Regions from separate parts of the Mus musculus genome. Here region 2 is linked to region 1. Evidence: chromatin contacts called from public promoter capture Hi-C data. All regions are on one chromosome and are shown on one strand. The core of a region is the stretch at or near the end of the contact, and the rest is flanking DNA. Distances in the headings are between cores, read along the strand shown.

Region 1 (7,813 bases), core at 1,477-3,976:
ACTATATACTGAGACCATTAAAAAATATACAGCTTGCAAATATACATAAAAGAAGAGGCAGCCAGGCAGTGGTGGCGCACGCCTTTGATCCCAGAACTTGGGAGGCAGAGGCAGGCGATTTCTGAGTTCAAGGCCAGTCTGATCTACAGAGTGAGTTCTGGGACAGCCAGGGCTACACAGAGAAACCCTGTCTCGAAAAAACAAAAACCAAAAAAACCAAAAAAAACAAAAAAAAAAAAAAAAAAAAGAAAAGAGAAAAGAAGAAGGAGGAGGAGGAGGCGTCAGAGGCAGTCCCTGGGCATCACCTGAGTTTGCTAACCTTCCTCAGAATGAGAAACTACAAGTGGTGGGTGTCCAGTTAAAGGAGCAAAGCCGGTGGAGAAGGCTCTGCTTTTGCAGGGTCTAATCCAAACACCTGCAGTTGTTTGCAGAGGCAGGAGCTGACACAAGAGAACAGAATGGGGCATGGACTCTGGGAACAGCATGGTGTGTGTTACCAATGTGAGTGTCACACTTAGGCTCTTCAGTGACCCACTCACCAAGACAGTAGCAGTAGCAGTCAAGACTCCAAGAGAGGCAGGTATGAGAAACTTTCTTTATTTCTTCTAAACAGGTGAAAATAAGCAATTCTTATATTTCTCACTTATAAGATTTTTAAATTCTTAAAAATGCAATTTTTTTTCAAAGCACATGCCATCTTTAAAAAAATTCTCAGCAATATACATTTGCACCCAAGAAACCCATGCAGCATCAGTCTCCTGACGACGTCCTGCACTGACCACGACTCCCGCACATGTGCCTTCTACTTGGGGACTCAGAACACAGGCTTCAGTGCCACACTTATTTCCGTAGGAAACACAGGACTAGTGGAGTCTTCTGACAACTGTTTCCTGATGGCTGAGCAACAGCATCCCTCTGCCTTATTTAAAGCACTCTCTTTAACATGCTGAAGTAAGGAACAACTAGAATTTAGTAACATTTGAGGATCCCAGTGTGGGTCTGAGGAAGGATTCTTAGGGCTACCCTGTGCCACAAACTTAGGGAAAAAAATTTACCCAGAAAACAAAACTGAAAAACTTAGATTTTATCAATGCACCCTTTAAGTATTTTTTTCTTTTAGTTATTTTTTTTTCTTAAATTTTGAAAGCAGCTTAACGTGAATGAAAAGCAGTTCCTGAGTAACTGCAGTAAACAGTCTTTAAATACATATACATGTACACATACATATATATTTGCAACTTAGCTCATTTTGGTTCTGCCTTGGTTTCCCTCCCCAGAGTTAGGTGAATCCCGTCCCTTCCTTCTGTTTCAGTTTTCATGTGCAAGTACAACAGCATCAGCTCTGGGAGTCGGCGGGCGTGCTGCAGATGTTTCCCCCGGTGTGAGCATCTGCTTGTCTTCAGCCAGGTTTCCAGAGTGACTGCAGGTAAGTTTTTTTTCAACCCACAAAACCTGTGAGCACCATAAACGCTTCACGTCTTCTTCATCAGGCGCCGGGATTGCCACGCGTGGAGCTTGTTGTAGGCTGTCTGCAGCATCTCTTCTATGTGACTTACCAGCTGCAAGAGACAGTGAGTAGTCAGGGAAGCCACTGCTTCACAGCTCAGCCTGGCACACACTTTCCAGCACATCACTCAGTCAGCAAGGCGTGTGTGTATAAACCCTCAAGCAAAGGTGTGACCACACACTGTGCATGTGCAAGATAGGTGGTAGGGGCAGTGCAGGATCTGGACAGTCACCCGCTCTATCTGGGTTATGATACTAGGCCTGGCCATTAACTAGCACCAGCACCAGAACTGCTTTTGTGCAATGAGAGCCAAACCAGGTTGATTTCTTGATTTATACACTGGTCAGCTATTGAAAGTCAGGACAGCAACAGCAACACTTTTTCTCTGCGAAGACCCTCAGTCTGGCTTTGAACTTATAGCAGCCTCCCTGCCCCTGCCTGAGTGCCAGGACCATTGGCACTCACTGTCAAACCCGACTCAACGCTGAACTTTGGAGAGTTCTGCCTTCGGGGGTCTGACAAAGTCAAGTAAGAGGAGCACACTAACCCTTGAGGTCAGAAAGCCTTGGAGTATGTTTACGTGGTTACAGTAAAGTCTTTCAAGTTTATCATTCTGGGAGGGAGGGGGTGGACTTGGGGTGCTCTAAGTCACTGATTTTGCTCTAGGAGAGAGATTTAAGTATGCCCCTACCCCAGCTGCATATGCAGGACAGAAGCAGAGCACTTCTGTGTAAAGTGCACATTCAATCTTCAGCAATCCCCAGTTCTAATCCCCTTTTCCCGGAGGAGGGTGTGGCACTAGCTTTGTCTGGAAAATGTAGCAATTCCTTTCTGCTTGACCGGTAGCGATGGCTTTACAGTACCAGTGAGATGTATTTCATATGCTTCCATATGGCTACACATAGCCTGTGAATCCTCAACACAGTGCTGTAAACACAATCAACCGAGGCGGCACAAAAGGCAGAGAACCTGCTTAGTGTTCTTGGCCTGCTGTAAGAGACACTCAGTGCTCACTGGGGAAAATCATAAGTCATCAAGATTTTGCTAAACCCCATTTCTGATCATCCTAGTCATAGCTAGATGTTATGTTTGCATATACTATTTCTCAGAAAGTCAGTTTCTCTCGAAGAAACAAACCTCTTCAACATTTGTTCTAGCTCTGCTTGGAAACAGTACTAAAGACCTTGTGCAAACCAACCCTGCTCCACCACTGGCCTTATTGCTGTAGAGCCCCATCCAAGGACAGCCCTGCTTCCTATCATTAACATTTTACCTGCCTATCACTGCCAGGTTTGTAGTAACAGATTTTTTTAGGACTATATACTTAATAAATCTATCAAGAAAAACCAGAAAAAAAGAAAAAGAAAAACCAGGGAGCCGCGGCCGAGAGGAGGGAGGAGGAGGAGGTGGAGGAGGCGCCGGGCCGCGGGATTGTCAATATTTAAACAGAGCGCATCATGCGTGAGTACAAGCTAGTAGTCCTTGGTTCAGGAGGCGTGGGGAAGTCTGCTCTGACAGTTCAGTTTGTTCAGGGAATTTTTGTTGAAAAATATGACCCAACAATAGAAGATTCCTACAGAAAACAAGTCGAGGTAGATTGCCAACAGTGCATGCTGGAGATCCTGGACACTGTAGGAACTGAGCAATTTACAGCAATGAGGGATTTGTATATGAAAAATGGCCAAGGGTTTGCACTAGTTTATTCAATTACAGCTCAGTCTACGTTTAATGATTTACAAGACTTGAGAGAACAGATTTTACGGGTTAAAGACACAGAAGATGTTCCAATGATTTTGGTTGGCAATAAATGTGACTTGGAAGATGAGCGGGTAGTTGGCAAAGAACAAGGCCAGAATTTAGCAAGACAGTGGTGTAACTGTGCCTTTTTAGAGTCTTCTGCAAAGTCAAAGATCAACGTTAATGAGATATTTTATGACCTGGTCAGACAGATAAATAGAAAAACACCAGTGGAAAAGAAGAAGCCTAAAAAGAAATCATGTTTGCTGCTCTAGACCTGAAGTCAGCAGCAGCTCTGAGCCAGATTACAGAAATGAAGAACTGTTGCCTAATTGGAAAGTGCCAGCATTCCAGACTTCAAAAACGAAATCTGAAGAGGCTTCTCCTGTTTTATATATTATGTGAAGAATTTAGATCTTATATTGGTTTGCACAAGTTCCCTGGAGACAAAGTTGCTCTGTGTATATCTCTTGGAAAGAAGACATAGTATTTCTCCTTTGCAATAGCAGTTATAACAGATGTGAAATAAGATACTTGACTCTAATACAATTATACAGAAGAGCATGGATGCATTTCAAATGTTAAATGTACTACTATAATCAAATGATTTCATATTGACGTTTTTATCATGACTCCTCCCTGTCAAGCACTAAAAAATTGAACCATCATACTTTATATCTGTAATGATATAGATTATGAAATCTCCTCTCAAACTCATTGCAGCAGATAACTTTTTTGAGTCATTGACTTCATTTTATATTTAAAATTATGAAAATATCATCTGTCATTATATTCTAATTAAAATTGTGCATGATGCTTTGGAAAAATGGGTCTTTAATAGGGAAAAACTGGGATAACTGATTTCTATGGCTTTCAAAGCTAGAATATATAATATACTAAACCAACTCTAATATTGTTTTTTGTGTTTTACTGTCAGATTAAATCACAGCTTTTATGGATGATTAAATTTAAAAAAGAAAAAAGAAAAACCAGAAGGCCAGAAGAGCTGGCACTGGAGCCAAGCCTAACAGTCTGAGCTTGACCCTACATCCTACTTGGTCTGGAGAGAGAACTGACTCCTACACGTTTCTTCTGAGTGTAGCAAATACACACCTCCATCCTGCTTTAACACACTACATAAAATAGAACACAAAGAGAAGCAGTAGAATGATTCTCATAAAGGCTGGAAGGAGGCACTGCTGTGCAGCTGATAGGGCACTGAGAATATTTTCACTAACTGGCAAGTACTTTTTTTGGAACAGATCTCATTATGTAACTGGGGCTAGTGTAGTGAGAATTCTGGAATTTTGGTTTCTAAAAAAATAAAAAAAACAAACAAACAACAACAACAACAACAACACCCAAACCAACCAACCAACCAAACAAACAAAAAAACCCCAGAAATATTATAGGAATATCTTTTTGTTTTAAGTGCAAAACCTGGCTGCTCTGCCTTAGCTAACTGATTTGCCTCATGCTCTAACGGAGGCACGGTTTCACCAACTGCAGATATAGTTTCCAAGACTGTGATGTTGGAATTCTGGCAACTTTTCATATGGTATATAAATGTTTGGGAAGGCCTGAGAGGTGGGGTAGGGGTTGGCTGTGGTTTGTTAGTAGTCATGCTCAAGAAAAAAAGACACTAGATTCAGAGACCTCTATCTCTCTCTCTCCCATCTAGTGATAGGGAGTAAAATTGGGGAGAAAGGGGAGATAAAAGGGTGGGAAAAATAAGAACTCACAAAGCAGCAAAGGCCAGCTACAGATTAGCTTAAGTACACATACTTTATATACTCTTTTGAATGCAGTGAAGGTTTTAAAATGAAAAATAGCATCCTGAGCAAAGAAAAGAACAATGTACTCGCATATATGAGAACAAAGTTAATTTCATCATTCAGAAAGAGGCAGACAACTGGGGCTTACATTTGTGCTTAAATACTGCCTCCGAATCTTTTCTTGGAATGGGCAGAGCTTTGTAACTTGGAACCGTTCCAAATTACTCTTCATTTTCACTACCTAAAAAAGATGAGAAACAATGAATTACAGAGAAATTGTAAAGAACCTGCAGGAACTGAGAGAAAGACTGTCTTCTAAGAGGTGACTTCTGTTAAAATGTGTGTATTTCACTACTATCACTCATCTTTATGCTTATAATTTATGTCCCACATATTTAGTCATGTGAACATAAACCTTTGCAAGGAATCCGTTCATACCACTTTAACATGAACATCTTTTATTCAGTAGATAATTGTCTCAATCCCTGTCGTAATTACGTGAGCATAAACACACGCAGAGGCGGTTCACACTGTTTTAAAACTTCTCTTCATGTGAACATCTTTTACTCAGTAAGTACTTGTCTCAGTCACCATTTTAAATGGCCACACAATGTTTGACTTTTGTGTCTAAACCATGCTTTCTCAGCCAGTTCTCTTGGGTATTTGAGCCTTTTCTGTCCCCCCCACGGCCCCCCCCTCCCCAGGGTTTCTCTGTGTAGCCCTGGCTGTCCTGGAACACTCTGTAAACCAGGCTGGCCTCAAACTCACTTTTTTCTACTGATTTAATCTTACATGATAGCATAGGAACAATTTCTCTAGCTAAACATTTATACATACTTTAATTTCCTTAATGTAAGTTTTTATTATTTACTTCGTGAAAATGTATTTTTTTTACACATGTAAGTGTTTTGCCTGCGGGTATGCTATGTGTGCCTTTTGTCCTCTGTTGGAACTAGAGTTATAAGTGATTACAAGCCACCATATGAGTGCTGGGAACCAAACTCAGATGCTCTGCAAGAATAACTGCTCTCAACTGCTGAGCCATCTTTTCAGGTCCAACTTTAAGGCAATTGTTTTTTTCAAGACAAGTTTTCTCTGTGTAGCTCTGGCTGTCCTGATACTTGCCCTGGAGACCAGGCTGGCCTCGAACTCATTGAGATCCACCTAACTCTGTCTCCCAAGTGGTGGGATTAAAGGTATTTGGCCCTATTACCTGGCACTTTAAAACAAAATTTGAAATGAGTTTGCTATATATATTTATTTAGGATAGGGTCTCACTACATATAACCCTGGATGCCTTGAACTTCCTATGTCAACCAGGTTATCTTCAAATTCAGAGTTCTGGAGTTAAAGGCTTGCGTCACCATTCCCAGCTGATGTTTACATCTTGAACTCAAGGTTTTATCTCCTCTGTTTGATTTTGACTCCAGCCTGCTTGTTTCTTGTATTCTCTAGAGTGCTGCTTGTTAGGTCCCCTGACTACTGTTTTTACTCTGTTCTCCCTCTTCTGCTGCTGAGTGAGTCCTGGACTTCGAGCATACTAAACACATGCTCTGCCGCCAGCTTCACCACCTGCCCCGTCTTTTCCTTAATATTTGCTCAAGGAGCAATGTATACAAGGAAGCTAGTATTGCTACTGATGCTATAAATATTTTTGTTAACTGCTCTTTAATAGGCAACAGGAGTTTTAAACTTCAGACATTTCATGCTAGAGCTTGGGACGAAATTTAGTGGTAAAAGACTTGTGTGGTATCTCTGGGGTTAACCCTAGGACTACAAAAAGAAGAAAAAAAATCTAGTGCTGTTTGATGTCAGTCTTTATTTGTTGGTTTTTATTTTTTATTTATTTATTTTTAAAAATTTATTTATTTATTATATGTAAGTACACTGTAGCTGTCTTCAGACACTCCAGAAGAGGGCATCAGATCCCACTACAAATGGTTGTGAGCCACCATGTGGTTGCTGGGATTTTTGAACTCAGGACCTTTGGAAGAGCAGTCGGTGCTCTTAACCGCTGAGCCATCTCTCCAGCCCCCTATTTTTTATTTTTATTTGTGATTTTAATCAATAAAAAATGTATCAAATAAACAGCAAGCTGAGTCTGTTTTCCAATTGTTTATGGTCTAGACGTAGAGTGGCTAAACTGTATGCTCAGAGTTAGACAATTGCCATGTCTCAATTTCCTAATCTACGAAATGGGAATTATGACTAATACCTTCTCCATAAAGACACAGGGAGGCTTACGTGATGTATGGATGCCTAACAGTCATCCTAAGCTGGCCCAAGGTAATGCATGTTCACCTCTCGGCCACTACCACAGCAGCTGGTTGTAATTACAATCAGTTCTAACCTTTTCTTCTAGGAATGGTGTATTAACAGGAAAGCAAGACCAAAAATGCCGCAGAAGTTCCCCAACAGCCACATACAAGTGTTTCAATTCAGACTGAATATCGTTTGGCACCATCTCTGCAAAAAGAAGAAGAGAGCCGTAAGGCAACAGCTACTCCCAGTCCTAAAAATGACCACTCCAGGTGCTGAATGTAAAGTTCAGCAGAGCAGTGTATGCACAACTTGAAGGAGGTCAAACTTTCACCAAAATATCCCAACCCGTTAAGGAAAAAGTAATACAGTACTGGGAGGTGTCTCATGGATACAGACGCTTACTGCCAAGCCTGGCAACCTGAACCCAGGAACTTACAGAGAGGAGAGAACTGACTCTTCCTGAGTCATATGCCACCACCTCCACATGTGCCATGGCACTCTGACAATTTCCTCACCCCCAATAAAGAAATGT
Region 2 (7,813 bases), core at 3,301-5,800, 160 kb before region 1:
ACCCCCAAGATTTTCTCCAAGAAATAAATTATTTTGTATTTTATAACTTAAAAGCAGCTAGTAGTACATTTCTGAGATACAGCAGGAGACCAAAACATTTTTCGAAAGAGAATAAATATATAAAGAGAGACTGGTTGTTTTATTTTCGGTGTGCTGATTAGACTATTTATTTTGTGAGTGAATGTGATGAAATACATATTCAGGTGTTTAGCGTGATTACGAGTGGAATATAGATTTCTCTGGCATTATTAAATCCATGATGTCTTTTACATAATGGACAAATCAAATATGAAAGAAGGACACTTTGACATAGCTTAGCTTGTTTCCTGGTGCTGTTGACCTGCAGAAGAGTTTACTTTTGCATATACAGGTGAATGTTTTGCAATTTATGTATACAAGAAATTGTAGGCATTAAAATATTTTATTGATATTTTTACTGGTTTTCATTTATTGGTCAAAACTAGAAGCTATTCCTTATCGCCTGGAACACCGTGCTAGCTAGGAACCTCTATAGGCTTACTAGGTTCTAAGGTGAGGCTTGTCCCTTGGACGCACTCCTGCTTGTTGCCTCTTACATACCTGTGCCTGGCTACCACTGATTTCCCCTGTACCTTCCCACCTCAGCCAGAATACCATTGTGTCCTCAGACACCAAGACACCTCAGCCGTTAAGAGTACTCTTGTTATCCTTGTAAAGGACTCGAATTCAATTCTCATCATCCATACGGTGGCTCAATGCCAGTCCCTAGGGCTCTGACACCCACTTCTAATCACCAGTACCATGCAGGCAGAACACTCAAAACATAAAATCTCAAAACAAAACAAACCTGGACGTAGTTAGAGCCATGGAATCTAGCTTCGTGACTTGGGGTTTTGAAGGTTTATTCAAATGGAAAAGAAACAGCAGAGCTGATATTTAATTCTTCTTGTCAGAATTATCAGTTCAGATTCTCTCTAACAAGCTTGAGGAGCTGGAGAAATGGCTCAGTGGTTAGAGCATGCTCCCTGGACAACCTTCAGCACACACACAACCAGATGAGCACCATACACCCACGTGTAAGCCCAGCTCCAAGGATGGCAGGACAGGAACTGGGGCTTGCTGGCTTCTAGCCAAGCCTGGGGAAAAAAGCCCCCAGCTTCTGAAGACAGCTTACCTGGAAAGCAAGGCAGTGATAGAGGACACCCAGTGCATTCTGGCCTCAGTACAAGCACAGAGACGCACGTGGACTGACATGGTGGGTGATGACAACAAGACTAGATGAGTCCTTAGCAATGTCAGGAGATTAGCAGCCACACCCATGCATGCAGGGAATGTAGATAGCTACAGTGTGCTGAGTCTAGGTCATATGAGAAATGGAAGCTACACTCCCAAATCACTACGAATTACATGTGTGGATTTTCTATTCATTCTCCTTTCCATTGGCAGGGTAATCTTGGGGCCAGAGGATGAATTGATGTATAAAGTGCCTGCCGAAAAAAGGAGTCTCTGAGTTCAGAGTTGCAGCACATAAAAGGGAGGTATGATGTCAGCCATCTGTAAATCCAACACTTTGACAGTGCAGAGATGGGTTCCCAAGGCTCCCTGGCTGCCCAGTCTAATCAAGGTAGAGAATGAGAACACCAGGCACTGACTTTTGGTCTCCACACAGGTGAGCACATAAACACACTCTGAGTGCAGACCTCTTAAATGGTAAGAAGTCCAAAGAACAGAGTTTTTCTGTGTAAACTACAGGGCTACTTTGCTGGGGCAGATCTGTTCTCTTAAACAGTGGGACCAGATATTTATCTTACCTCCCCCCACCTCCATCACACTCGTCTCAGTTTTAGAGAAAGATCTTAGGGCTCAGACTCCTGATTAGCTGCTTAGATCTCAAAATTAGGCTCCCAGCCCTGAACTTAAATTCACTGGATCATATTGAGAGCTGGTTAGGGTTTGCTTCTATATATCTTCTCTTTTAAAGGATCATCAGAGGTCTAGAGATGGCTCAGATTAAGAGCAGGACCTACCCAAGAGCTCTTGCACAGAGGACCTGCTGTACCCACGTTTGGCAGCTCACAATCACTTTAAACTCCAGGGGAACCAGAGACCTGTGTATAGCTGTCCTTCAATGCACAGGGCATGTCTTTAATCCCAGTGCTTGTAAGACAGAGGCAGGTGGAGCTCTGAATTCACGGTCAGCCTGTTCTATAGAATTCCAGGACAGTAAGAGAAACCCTGTCTCTAAATATCAAAAATAAATAATAATAAAAGTAAATGTTTTAAAAGGAGTTTTGGGGGGCTGGTGAGATGGCTCGGTGGGTAAGAGCACCCAACTGCTCTTCCGAAGGTCCAGGGTTCAAATCCCAGCAACCACATGGTGGCTCACAACCATCGGTAACGAGATCTGACTCCCTCTTCTGGAGTGTCTGAAGACAGCTACAGTGTACTTACATATAATAAATAAATAAATAAATCTTAAATTAAAAAAAAAAAAAAAAGGAGTTTTGGGCAACTTCTTTGTTTTGTCTTGTTTTTCCAGGGGAGGGAGGTAATTAGGCAGCAAGTGCTGTTTGACCATTGCGTTAGTTAGCACATAAGGCATGGGTGGTGTTCCTGGTGAAATCCTGTGTCTGAATCTCCTGTGTTGGCAAGCAAGACGCCTGAGCCTCTTCGCTTCTTTGGTCACTTGGTAAAATGAGGCCAACACCCAGCTTTAATGGGTTCAGGTGAAGATTAAAAGCTCACTTTAGCATCTCAAATTGGAACGAGTCATCCACACACAGATCCCCTTGCCCCTCTTCATCCCTGCACAGGGTAATTTTTACCTCTGGACCCTGGACTTGGAGTATATTATTTGGAAACTGGGCCTAAAAATCATTAAGATTACAGAACAAGGGGCAATTTAAACTAGTTGTCTCAGTCTTAGAGGCTCCAACAAACAGAATGTGGCCATCTCCCATTCATGCCCACCTGCCCACTCGCCCTCATTCTCTATTAGAATGTTGCTTTTGTTCTTAAAAAGTGTGGTAACTACACAGAATATGACAAAATAATGTGCGATTACTTTATGCGAAACCTACAACAGGAACTGTGCAGTTGGGTGATCTTCACAGCTGCATTGGTTCACCAGGGTCATCTTTGTTTACTTCCAGAGGGGTCTGGGGGGGAAAAAAGCATATGTCAGGAGGCTCTAGCATTGCTTAGGTGTGGAGCAGTCTGATCCTGTTAGCAGGAGGTGCTCGGCCCTGTGGGGATCTGACAGAGTGCAGAGATGTCTGCCACCAGGACCACTGGTAGGTTTGCAGAAGTGGGCTGATCTCGAAAATAATGCTGCCAGCTAAACATTTTAAACATCCTGTCAGCTTTACAGACATTAATGTTGACCCTGGGTCACAAATACTCTCTACCTCCATTCTTAAATAAATATAAGAAAACACATGGGAAGCTGAGGGTGTGTCTCAGACAGTAGGTGCCCACCATGCAGGAGGCCCTGGTCGGATCCCAGCACCACATAATCTCAGCAGTCAGGAGCAGTCAGCAGGAGGACCAAGGCAGCCTTGGTTCCATTGCTCGTTCATCCTGGGCTGTGTGTGAAAGAAACCTGGCAAGCTCCCAGTTCTGAGTAGCCCACAGTAGGAGGAGGTAAATTACTGGGAACTTTTTCTCAAAAAAAAAAAAAAAAACTGGAAAGAATCTGTTTCTAAAGTCACTAAGGGTTAGATTGTCATGCTTCCTGTGTTAATGCTGGGGACTCACCAGCAGTAAAGAAGTCACTTACAGCAGTAAAGAAGTCCACTTACCCCTCCTGGGGGATATTTATATCCCTTCCACATCGTTCCTGCAATGAGAACCATCCATAAGACAACGATCATTCTGGGCCGCCTTGGCTGCTGGTGGCGGGCTGGTTATTGGAAGGCCTGGATCTATCTGCAGAGTCCTGGGGATCCCTGGCTTCATTCCAGACCAGATGGTGGGTGGCCCAGCATGGCACTTCCTGACTGGTGAACTTTGAGGTCTAGTCTAAACTAAAATGGCCATTTTGAGAGGCCAGACTCAGACACTAATTGTGACATCAGTTCCTATGACATGGGGAGTTGGGGGGCTCAAGGGTTAGAGCGGCCAAGGCTGGCCAGGATGTTAGGTTTGTTTGGATGAAAGAAAGTTGGAAAAGGAGCTACCCCCACTCCTGTTTAGAACCTTAATAAGCCATTTACACAAGCTATGTATTTGCTTAAACTATTCAAGACAGAAAAGGATTGCTGTGAATAACAAATCAGAACCACCTGGGTTGATCTGGGGGCCATGTAGGATTAACAAACTAAGCAGACAGCAGTTTAGCTATTGTTAAGCTATCCAAGGAAGAAAAGTCTTACATTTTGTGAAATGATACCCAGCCCCCATCTTGCTGCCTTAAACCTCCTAGAAACCTCCCTGGGAAAGGAGCAAAAAGAAGATAGGAGCTGCTGCTGGGGCTCTTTCACGGCTGGCACACGGGCTTAGAGTCACATAACTCAATAAACAGTGACTCAATAAACAGATGGCACTTCTTCCGTTACACCCGCACAATGTGATCCTTTGAACCAGTGGGGCTGAGGGAGAGCCAAAGACCAGCAGCTACCATCTCCTGCTTTTACTATACCTGAGGCTGGGGCTACCATCCCCTGCCTTCTGGGGTACTTTCCCCCCAAATCCTTCTACTTTTGATTCAGCATGTTAAGACTATGAAGAGTAGTCTTTATTTATAAATGGCACTGCTCTAAATAAAATAAAATAATCTGAATGAAATGGTTGGATGGCTGGAAGCCCAGACCAGGGGTTGCTGAAAGGGTGTCGCCCTCTGTTCCCCGTGGGAGGAGTGTGAGAAACACTGAGGTCTGGCTCAAACCACACACACACACACACACACACACACACACCAATGAGGTGATTGTGCAATGTTGAGGGTGGCCCAACCACTGTCACCAAAGTTCACTGACAGGTTCTCATTTTCACTTAGTGAAATTTGTAGGGGCTGGAGAGATGGCTCAGCAGTTAAGAGCACTGACTGCTATTCGAAAGGTCTTGAGTTCAAATCCCAGCAACCACATGGTGGCTCACAACCATCCGTAATGAGATCTGATGCCCTCTTCTGGTGTGTCTGAAGACAGCTACAGTGTACTTACATATAATAGATAAATACATCTTTTAATAAAATAAATAAATAAATAAATTGTAGTTCACTAGTTTTCAAGCTTTGCACTAAACACCTTACATAGATTCCCAAATGTGACCTTCACAAAAATAGTGAAGGATCAAAATATCTCCAGTTGTACCAGTGAAGAAATGGACTTTCGGAAGATTTTAAACCTCTCAAGTTCTCTCAGTCAGTTGCAAAGTTAGGGCTTAATCTCAAGTTTATCTTAATTCTTGTTTCACAGACCTTCAGACAGACAGGCCATTTCATCCTGAAGTGACTTATGCAAGCTAATGCCAGCCATTTAAAACTCTAAGAGTCTTTTTTTTAATGACCAGATCAAGAGTGGGCTTGTGCCTCCAAAATGTCTCTTAGTGCCCAAGCTCAGGTGTCCAGTGTTTTTAAAGACAAACGCCACAATTGCATCAGTAGGGGGGCCGATCACATCAGTGATTTGGAGTAGCCTAGTAACATGTTTTCTTGCAAAATTCAGCACTGTTTTCCAGATACCAAATGACAATTATCTTTGATTTGCATGGCCTCTTAGTTATTTTAGTTTTATGTTTTAGCTTGCACAAGCATCAGGGTTTTTTTTTTAATATGTCTAGGCCATGTTTAGGGTTACAAAGGTGTTGCCAAGACAGATGCAGCTGCTGGTTGGGTGGGTAGAAGGCTAAGAAGTATCTAAGCAGCTGCAAAGGAAAGTTATGACAAGATGGCAGTGCCTTTGTCATTTCAGTATGAGCCATCTATGGTGGCACATGACTGTAACACTAACACTCAGGAGGCAGAGGAAGGTAGAGACCTCTGTGGTCGAGTTTGATGCTAGCCTGATCTATGTAGTGGGTTCCAGGGCTGCCAGGGCTGTGTCTCAAAAAAGAGAGAGAACAAAGACTCTATGTAGGAAGAGAAAGGAGATGAGGGAGGAGAATGAGAGAGAGTAAAAAGGCGGAGTAACAGGATCAAAGTCTCATATACATGGATATGTAGATGCCCTTAATATAATTGTTATTACACATGCGTGATAAAATAGCTTATATGGTTAACATACACTAATATGGTTTGAGAAAGAATGGGAGTTGTTCAGAAGGTGCCTGTGAGGCACCGTTATTGACAGACTGCCCATCCTCAGTCTGCTTGCCCCAGCAGTAGCCCCCAGGCTTCTTCCCTTCCCTGCATCCCCAGCCATCCCCCTTCTATGGTTTGCCTGTTTCCCACAAGGGTAAAACTTCCCCCTGAGCCTGCACGGTGTTGGAGCATTGTGTGGCTCAAAGGACCCAGACCAACAGACCTGACTCACTCATAGCAGCAGCTCCTCCTCCAAAGCTTGGATCCTTCTTCGTGCCTTGTTCTCCTGACCAGGCAACCTCTCTTTCCACTTTAGAGTTGGAGGCTGAGTCAGAAAGAAAATTACGGGTAGACATGCCCCACTCATTGATGCCAAGGAAAGTCGCTGTGCGTGGTGATTGGGGAGAGACTACTCAAACTATACCCCCAGCCCGATGTCCCTAATAGAAACTCATCTACTTGGTTTAAGTTAGTCACCGTGTTCAGTGTAAAACGCTGTAAAAACAAAACAAAAACAAAAAACAAAAACACACAAACAAACAGAATGAAAAATGTCATAAAGCCTGGATACAAGTGACATCTAAGCAGAAGTAGGGGACACTAACCCCTCCAAAGAAGAGTGCCCTAAAAGATGAGGAGAATATACTGGCTTCGTTCTGTCACATCCTGACTTCCAATTAGTGGTAAAAACCCTTTCCTACTTGGTCAGAAATCCCAGATGGGATGTGAGGCAGAGCCAGACCTAGGAATGAGAGATCCAGATCAGGGATGCAAGGCTGATACTTACCATCGCCTCTGGAAATGTGCCCATGTAGGTCGCAAGGCCAACAAAAAGCATCCAGCCCAGCACGATCATCACCAAAAGAAAAATAATTTCTGAGCCTCAATCACACGGTAAGGGACTGTTCGCCAAGATCTTGGCAAAGGAGCGAACTCATGAAACTTTCAGTTGACAGACTGTCGCATGTTAGTTCCATTCCTTGGTTCCAAAGGATCTGAGACTCTCTAATGAAGAAGCTGGAGTCTAGGGAGGCATTGTGACATCATTGGTCATGTGACTTGGATTCACTATGTCATAGGTACTTGGGCCATAAGTTCTTTGTGTACATTAATGCACAGCACTACCAAAAAGTAGGAACTATTGTTATAAATAACCCCATTTCACTAGTGAGAAATGAAGGTTCAGAAAGCCCGCATGACTTGTACCAGGGGTCACCAGGCATACTACTGATTAAAGATCAGATTTGAAAAGGTGTGGCACTATGACAGCTGCCAATGAAACAAACTGAAGTCTATGGAAATGATACATCTATTGTTTTGAGGCAGGGTCTCATTGTAGTCCAAACTGGCCTCAAGCTTTCTATAGAGTAAGCTTGGACCCTGTCCTTGGACCCCTAACCCATTTCTTCCATCTACCTCTATTTTTATCCCTACAAGACCTCTCCTATCTTGAAGCTAGGGTCCTCTGGAAGAAGAGGGAGGCTTCCTCAAAGCATTAGGTACTCACATTCTTCAATGACCATGGTCAGTTCATCACTGATCCTCTTCTAGATTATCAAAAGCCACAGGAATTCCTGGTCTTTTAAAAGAGGA

What was found. Capture Hi-C pulls out chosen DNA fragments and counts their contacts.
Region 2: a promoter capture Hi-C map of liver shows a contact between it and region 1. The contact joins two enhancer-like sites. A contact is called at or near these places in 1 of 39 promoter capture datasets (liver) and 3 of 9 other capture datasets (adipose tissue, liver and pancreatic islet).

Annotation. Positions count from the first base shown.
Region 1 is chr7:46,816,569-46,824,381 of GRCm38.p6, reverse strand. Gtf2h1 (general transcription factor II H, polypeptide 1) reads right to left here. Exons shown (of 15, transcript NM_008186.4): 13 at 7,370-7,485; 14 at 5,168-5,260; 15 at 582-1,559. The coding sequence ends at 1,473. It also overlaps the pseudogene Gm9392. Among named protein-coding and RNA genes, the nearest start is that of Gtf2h1, 24 kb to the right of the region's middle. Within about 2 kb of position 2,726, at least 7 of the 459 cell types and tissues checked have an H3K27ac peak or open chromatin away from gene starts, as enhancers often do. A contact at or near this core is called in liver, where this site is marked.
Region 2 is chr7:46,983,013-46,990,825 of GRCm38.p6, reverse strand. Gm9999 (predicted gene 9999) reads right to left here. Exons shown (of 5, transcript NR_033461.1): 2 at 7,008-7,244; 3 at 6,444-6,545; 4 at 3,780-3,817; 5 at 3,023-3,137. It overlaps Spty2d1 (SPT2 chromatin protein domain containing 1), which reads left to right. Exons shown (of 6, transcript NM_175318.4): 6 at 1-430. Among named protein-coding and RNA genes, the nearest start is that of Gm9999, 10 kb to the right of the region's middle. Within about 2 kb of position 4,550, at least 63 of the 459 cell types and tissues checked have an H3K27ac peak or open chromatin away from gene starts, as enhancers often do. A contact at or near this core is called in liver, where this site is marked.